Regions from separate parts of the Zea mays genome. Here region 1 is linked to region 2. The links are chromatin contacts, called in public Hi-C maps. All regions are on one chromosome and are shown on one strand. The core of a region is the stretch at or near the end of the contact, and the rest is flanking DNA. Distances in the headings are between cores, read along the strand shown. Region 1 holds the start of LOC109942288. Region 2 has its middle 5.3 kb from the start of LOC103638474.

Region 1 (3,727 bases), core at 517-3,016, 290 kb after region 2:
TAATCCTTGTTGGTTAGGTGGAAAGCGGGGGTTGGATGGGATGACGTTTGCAGAGAGGCGGGTTGGGGTAGGAGATGCGGGGTGGACGACGTCGGTTGCTGGACGGTTGGGTGCAGAGAGGGTTGTGAAGAAGAAGAGGCAGAAGCGGGGGCGGTTGGGAGGGAGGCGCACCCGTGGAGGTGGGAGGACTGCATGTTAATTGAAGAATAATTGAGAGCGGTAGGCTCGTGGGACTCGGCGGAAGGCCTCCATTGTTTCTGCGGCCTCGTTGAGCAACTGCAATGAAGAGGAATCCCACTAGGAGGAGTGTGCCGTAGAGAAGCGTGGCTTGAGTTAATCCTTGTTGGTTTGCTTCATCGGCCTCGTCGAGCGACCGTGATGAAGAGGAATCCCACCAGGAGGAGCGTGGCTTGAGTGAGTTAATCCTTGTTGGTTAGGCGGAAAGCGGGGGTTGGACGGGACGACGTTTGTGGAGAGGCGAGTTGGACGACGATTGTTGCGGGACAGCTGTGTCCTGAGGGTTGAGAGGAAGAAGAGGCAGAAGCTGGGGCGGTTAAGAGGGATGCACATCCGTGGAGGTGGGAGGACCACAGGCTGATTAAAGATTCGAGGGGGATTTTTATAAAGTTATGCCGCGAGCACGCGCGCATGGTAGGGCGATGACGACTATGTCACCGGGAGGCGGGTTGATTGAAGCAAATTTGAGGAGTGCTTTTGTAAAATTGGGACCGTGGAACGATTGAACCATGGAAATTGGTGTTTCAAATTTGAGAAGTTTTTTTTTTAAAATTGCAACCATGGAACCATTGAACCATGAAAATTGGTGCTTTATAATAGCAAAGACAAAGATAGAGAAAAGCAGTGACGGATCCAGAAATTGGCCAAGGCCCGGGCCGAAGCGACCATAAACTCTAATAGTAGCATATAAAGAAAAATTGTACGGCGATACAACGTTGTCATAGATGTTAAAGATGACATACAAGTTATGATGTAGCTCCTTCCAAATGTATCATGTCAACATCAACATCAGTGCTTCTTGCTCCAGAACCTTGAAGGAAATCATATTAAGAACACGACTTGAAATGTAATGTTGAATAAATTTAATAATATTAGTAATTGGTACGTACCACTAGTGCGAGGTAGATTCACCCTGCGGGTTCTCATGCCTTGAAAATAATTCAATATCTTTGCATCCTCAATGCTTGTAAATATATCCCTCTCAATATAACACACCATACGATGGTTAAGCCATTCGTCTCCTATCTTATTTCGTAACTCAGTTTTAAAGATATTCATAGATGAGAAAGCTCTCTCCACAGATGTTGTTGCCACTGGTAAAATCAAAGCTAATTCAATGAGACGATATACAAATGAAAAAACAACATGCCTGTCACTCTGAACCATTCTCACAGCAAGATCACTTAAGTCATTGCAACTTAGAAAATCTGGATCAGCTCTCATATCAATAATGAATATCTTAAGTTGGTCTTTCAAAACTATGCAATTATATGTAGAGAAGTCCACATCATACAGTTTAGCAAGCTCAATTAACTTATCTCCATCAAAATTGGCAAAAGAATTTCATGGATCAAGGCAGGCAATGCATCTCAATAATTGGGTAGATCTTTCACCAAAACAGTTGTTCAACTCCACAATAAGTTGGTCAAGCACCACATTAAATATTTCATGTTTCAAGTGATGATGGTAAGTTATAAACTGACCTCCACGACCTCTTGAGCGACCTCTAGCAGTGGTTGTATCCAACATGTTTGGCACAATGATATTTGTTGTTTGAATAGATAACAGTAAAAACAAAAGGCAACATCTTTGGTAACACTATACTCTAACCAATTATGGTTCTTGAACCATGAATCATGAAATCTTCTTTGTCGGTCTCCCATCTTTTTTAGGATATATATGGCCAATTGGTTGACATGGACCCTGTAACAAATACTCTCTTCTAACAGCATCCCTAATGTTAACATCGTATTCATCAATTGGTTTTCTAAGCCCAGGATCAACAACTATATCGAATACCTGCTCAGAAGGTGGAATTTCTTGCTCTTGTTCATGTGAAGTTGCAATTTCTTGGGCTTGATTGTTACAGGTTCCGGTTTCCACTATTGGTTGAGAATTGAGGTTTGATCTTGGATGCACATTAGGCACGACGGGTGTGAGAGCTGGAGAGAAAAATGACCATAATGTTCTATGCCTCTTCTTCATTTTGATTTTTATCGGCTCCTTGTATTGTATCTTCTATAAAACATCTAATTAAAGCCTTAAAAGTTAAAGGGATTGAACACTTGAAATCTTCTACATGCTATTTCAAGTTTTCAACGGACGACGCGAGTACGCGACGGCAGAGGGCGTAGAGGGGAGATGGCAGATGAGCTCGGCGGGCCAGCGGCGGACTGGGTGTATGGGAGGAGGACGTCGCGTCGCCGAGAGGGGAGATGGGCAGATGGCGCCGCCGACTCGCCGAGAGGACTGGGCGTCTCACGTCTGGGCGACGGACTGGGCGTCTGCGCGGGCGAGGCCAGACCGGCAGGCGCCAGAGGCCCAAAGGGCGCGACGGCAGGCGGCAACAGAGGCGGCGGCACGACGCGACGAGCACTCCACGATGGCCGCCTAGGGTTCACGAGCTCTAGGCTGTGCCGACTATTCTAAAAAAATATTGGGCCTGCATCTCGAACCGTGGCCCAGGCGGCCATGGGCCTGGGTCCACCCCTGGAGAAAAGACACCTGAGGAAAAAAAGGACAACCAACCAAACCATAGCCAAATTGCACGCGTAACAATAGGTGAAATTGACTTTAAGGCATGTTTAGTTCGTTACCTCAATTGCCACACTTTACTTAACTTTTCTGTCTAAGATTAGTTATTCAATTCGGACGACTAACCTTAGACAAAGTGTGACACATTTAGGGGCTGTTTGGTTCGTGGCTAAATGTGCCACACTTTGACTAAAGTTAGTCGTTCGAATTGAAGAACTAACCTTAGACAGAAAAGTTAGACAAAGTGTGACAACTTAGGCATCAAACCAAATAGATCCTTAGCCACAAATCAAACATGCCCTTAAGGTCTGTTTGGTTCACTGTCTAACTTGCCACACTTTGCCTAACTTTTCTGCCTAAGGTTAGTTCTTCAATTCGAACACCTAACCTTAGGCAAAGTGTGGCGTAGTTAGCCACGAACCAAACAGGCCCTTAGTCTTCCACTCATACTCAGGCTGGGCCGTCTCAAGATGGGAACATTCTCTCCATCAACGAAATAAGCCCGAGATAGACAAACACTCGGGCAACCGACCCACCATGATAGGAACTACCCAACAAAGTAGACACAGCCCACTTGCTTAACGCGAGAAACCCTCCTCCTCCCCCCATTTCCTACATCTTCCAGACTAAAACCCCAGGCCTCGCGAGTCGCCGCCGACCGCCGCAACCACGCGCTACGCCCCCGATGGCTCACCTCCGGCTCCTCTTCTCATACTTGCGGCGGAACCCGCAGCGCCACCGCCTGCTCTCACTCTTCCACTTCTCCTCCGACGCCAAGTCCAGCTCCGCCTCGCCGCCGCCTCCTCCCATCAAGCCCGTCTCCTACGCTCCGAAGCCGCAGCAGCAGGCCCCGCCCGAGGAGTCTGCCGCCCCGACAACCCCAGACGTTGCCCCTAGGGACCAATCCCCACTGCCACGACGGCCTCAGCAGCCGATGCCGCCGCGGGAGTGGACG
Region 2 (3,867 bases), core at 933-3,432:
GGTGTGGGGTAAACAAAACTAGGGTAACCTATTAGGTCCCATAAAATTAACCTGAGCATGTCACAATGATTAACAAGAACATTATTAGGTAAAGAAAAGTGCTCAATGTCACAACTTGCCTTATACTTGCAATAACCTTGTTGTCTAGATGTTGCCCCAATAGTTGGGCTCCAGATTCCTCGTGATCCCGCCTCTACTCGTAGCAATACATACAATCAAGCAAATAATGGATATGGTAACTATCGATGTCTTGACCCGAGTGTCTTACCAATTAGTGAAATAATGCTGCATGCCCCTGACCCAGATGGGTGATGCAAGATGACACAAGTCATTTATCCTAGTTCGAGCAAGAGAAAGCGCTACTTCCAGCAGAGGGAGGATGAGACTTAGATTACTTGCACCTAAGTGCTTGCATTATGGATTACAAGCTGATCAGGTGAAAGAAGGATCCTAAGTCTCTAGGGTTGATTGAGGCAAGTGTTAATGTCATGGTGGAGGTGAAAATCGTGAAGTGTTCGCTTGTATCCTTGAAGCCGTAGATTGCCCTATTTATAGCCTCAAGGAGGGCTGCTAGGAGTACCGGAGCTGGCAGCGTACGGTGAGGAGGTGAAACCGAGCCCCTGTAGATGGTATGGCCTGGAGCAAGGGTCTTGTACTTGTTGTTGACTTATGTCTGGTGGAGACGCACAATTTATGTTGAGGGCCAAGGCCAGGGCCAAGGCCAGGGCCAAGGGCTCGGTCATGTACCCGAGCCTACCTGACAAGGAGGTTGCCCATGCCATAGTGGTTGATACAGTGATGAGTATGGCAAAAAGCCCTTGGGTAATACGTCAACTCTATAGTTTATGGTGACATCAGGTGCCTTTCCGTTGCTGATATCGAGGCCGAAGCCGGGTTCGAGCGAGGCGGAAGTCCACCTGAGGTCGAGAGCGAGCCCGCTCTAGGTTTCATAGAAGTGTGCAACACAGTTGAAGGAGTGGCCTCATGCGAGATTAGCGGGGAGCAGGTAACCGAGGTTGGGCTCGGGCGAGGCAGAGTTTGTCCCAAGGATCAGGTCGGCTTTGGGCGAGCTAGATTTTGCACCCGAGGGCCAGCCTGCACTCTTGTCGTATGTGTGTCCCATTGGGAGTTAGCAGGCAGTGTGCGGGAACAGTGGCCGCATGAGTCATCGTAGTTGGTGAAGTCCGATAGGACCACGGTCGTGTCGCTCCTGTTCACCTGCAACGCTGTGAGGGGTAGGTGTGCGCATCGAATGCTACTATCTCCTGCGTCCTTCGGCTGAGGCCTATGAGGCCAGGACGAGGATCCTCCCGAGAACGTACCTTGTCTGAGGGCAGGCTCGGGCGAAGCGTGGTTTATGATCTCTTGACTTCGAGGAATGGGTCTGATGGTGGTCTTGGGGTTAAGCGTGTATTTAGGGACGTAATATAGGTACCCCTAATTATGATACCTGATAGTAACATTACACAAAATCATATTAACCAAAAGCGTAAGAATATTCTATGCGTCGCTATAAGAACGTAGGTTCGAGAATCACTAAAATTGGAGTTACAGTTAAAAAGATATGGTTGTCTCATCTTCTAGGCGATTAAACAATAAAACTATGTTTATAAGTTGATTAATATACATTATGTGAGAAAGATATTCTAAATAAGTAACAAACTCAACTTTAATCTAGGTTATAACTTGGTTAGAGATCATCTGCTAGTCAACTTATAATTATAGTCAGGTTACTGTGATAAAAAGATTAATCTACTATTTATAGGGTAATTAAATATCTAACTATAAAAGTATGTGATATGACAAAATAATGTTTGTCACAGTATAGTAAATATTTATATGAATCTAATGCAACTGGAACAAATTAAATCGGTGTTTAAATGAAGAAGATATAGATTTCCTAAGTTTCTAGAATTATTTGTATACCTAAACTCAATTTCCTTATCAGATTTTATGAATATCACAGTTCCAAGAACTGTGGACACCTTTTTCAGGAACTTAGGGGTTGTTTTGTGAATTGTAGGATCCAATTGTAATACTCTTTTAGTTATAGTGGACGACGGATTCATTTAAATAAAACCGAGGGTCTCTTTAGAAACTTTGTCTGGCCAAAGGGGTATGAGTTCACTCTAGCTGTTGGATCTCCCTATAATGGTTCAGATTAGATCTAAACTGGCACGCCCTCTGGACCGTGGGATCCAGGATCCTTGGCCCAGATCCAAAACATTGCCAACTGGATCAGACCCACTTGATCTGAGATCGATGACTGGGATCTATAACGCATTAACGCGAACAAGTATGCCATCTTCTAATCTGGTTTGATCAGGGCCGGATCGATGGTCAGGAGCTGTTCTCCCTCCTAGCTAACCAACGTCGGGCGGCGCCCACATCGCGGCGGCGGCGCACCTCGATGTCGCATGGCTGACACCGGCCACAGCGCGCCAAACTCCACGATAAACGGTGCTACACGTAGAGAACGACAAGGCGAACTTCACGGATAGTTTCTTACCTGCGATTGCATTGCACCATGTAGAGAACTGGCCACGGGTTCTTGCAGCCCACATCGGTGTCATGGAGTTCAGTGAGGAATTCATGGTAGTCGGCTCACTTTTGCGCCCTCCAACTTCTATGATCCACTTCTAAGTTCCCTGGTAATCCATCGAGGATTCGTCGTAGGATTATTCGTGATTCGATGATGGCAGTCACGACTTGTCGACTTCTCTCTCTTTTCCCTCCCATTGTTTCACTCTGCACGCGCGCTCGGCTTGGGGGCTGCTTGTTCCGACTTGGCTTATGGACAGAGGGGCAGCGGGGCTCGGGTTTTGTGCCCCTGCCAGCAAATTCCACACCCAGAGGGGGGGGGGGGGGGGGGGGGGGTGTTTGACCCGATCCCAACAACCCTGATGAGGGTTTGGGGGCACCAGTCAGCGTTTCATGGTAAACATGCCCCACGCGTGAGGGAGCGCTGTCAAGTCGGCCCGACGTGTCGGTGAAGCGGAGGGGGTGAGGAAACTGGGCTGCGTAGTTCGAGTGGGTAACTTGGGGCGAGGGCGTAGAGAAGTGGGCCGGATCGAGGGAATCAACCCAGCACAGTCCCCCCTTTTCTTTTATCTTTTCTATTTCAATTTCTTCATTCATATCCGAATTCCAAAATCAAATTTGCACAGAATATGAAACAATCAAAACTAAGCAGCATGGGATGCAAGATTTTTATTTTATCTAGTACCCTTTGTTTTAAAAATTTGATTCATAGCATTAAATAATAAGAGATCCTTTCATACTATTTAGTTAAGAAGATCAATATTGACCACATTTAAAACTTAGTATTTATTATTCATTTATACACAAAAACATGACTATAAAATATTTATTCAGTTTAGGGAAAGGAGTTATATAATCTTTTATTTTGAGTTACTTTTTTTATTCAACCATTTGAAAGTATTTATTATATGATTACTAAGAGGAATAATAAATATGAAGGGTCTTCTATTATTATATCTTATTTTGCTGCATTTCAAGTTAAATCCTAGTTTCAAAAGTCTTAAGCTCTATATTTTACTAACAACGCCTTAGTATTGCTAACCACTTATTTTAGGAGAAAATAACTTTAAAAGTGAAGGACCAATATTAAAGTACATTTTAACTCTTAATCTTTTGGAGAAACTCTTATAAACACCAAAATAGGATTTTGGGTGTCACAACCGAAAGCTTCGTGAGTGTGCACCGCATGTGCGTCCCCCACGTCTTGAACACGTTGCCCCGCAAGTCCTTGATCGTACCGGTAACACGACCCACTCTGCCACGTCCTCGCATCGGTACGTATCCCAGGTGTCAGCCACTTTGGCTAGTCACCCGGCGACTCTAGTC

Evidence for each region. A called contact is a pair of places that touch in the nucleus more often than the background predicts.
Region 1: a Hi-C map of tassel shows a contact between it and region 2, with 3 times the contacts expected there. The contact joins the promoter of LOC109942288 here to the enhancer-like site in region 2. A contact is called at or near these places in 3 of 25 Hi-C or Micro-C datasets (ear, endosperm and tassel).

The regions. Positions count from the first base shown.
Region 1 is chr9:72,205,119-72,208,845 of Zm-B73-REFERENCE-NAM-5.0, forward strand. It overlaps LOC109942288, which reads right to left and starts at 1,767. Exons shown (of 3, transcript XM_020544178.1): 1 at 1,722-1,767; 2 at 1,128-1,331; 3 at 984-1,048. The coding sequence starts at 1,767. The coding sequence ends at 984. LOC100282763 (Ribosomal protein L1p/L10e family-like) reads left to right here and starts at 3,380. Exons shown (of 10, transcript NM_001374368.1): 1 at 3,380-3,727. The coding sequence starts at 3,458.
Region 2 is chr9:71,918,154-71,922,020 of Zm-B73-REFERENCE-NAM-5.0, forward strand. No RefSeq gene overlaps it. Among protein-coding and RNA genes, the nearest start is that of LOC103638474, 5.3 kb to the left of the region's middle. Within about 2 kb of position 2,183, at least 18 of the 20 cell types and tissues checked have an H3K27ac peak or open chromatin away from gene starts, as enhancers often do. A contact at or near this core is called in ear, endosperm and tassel, where this site is marked.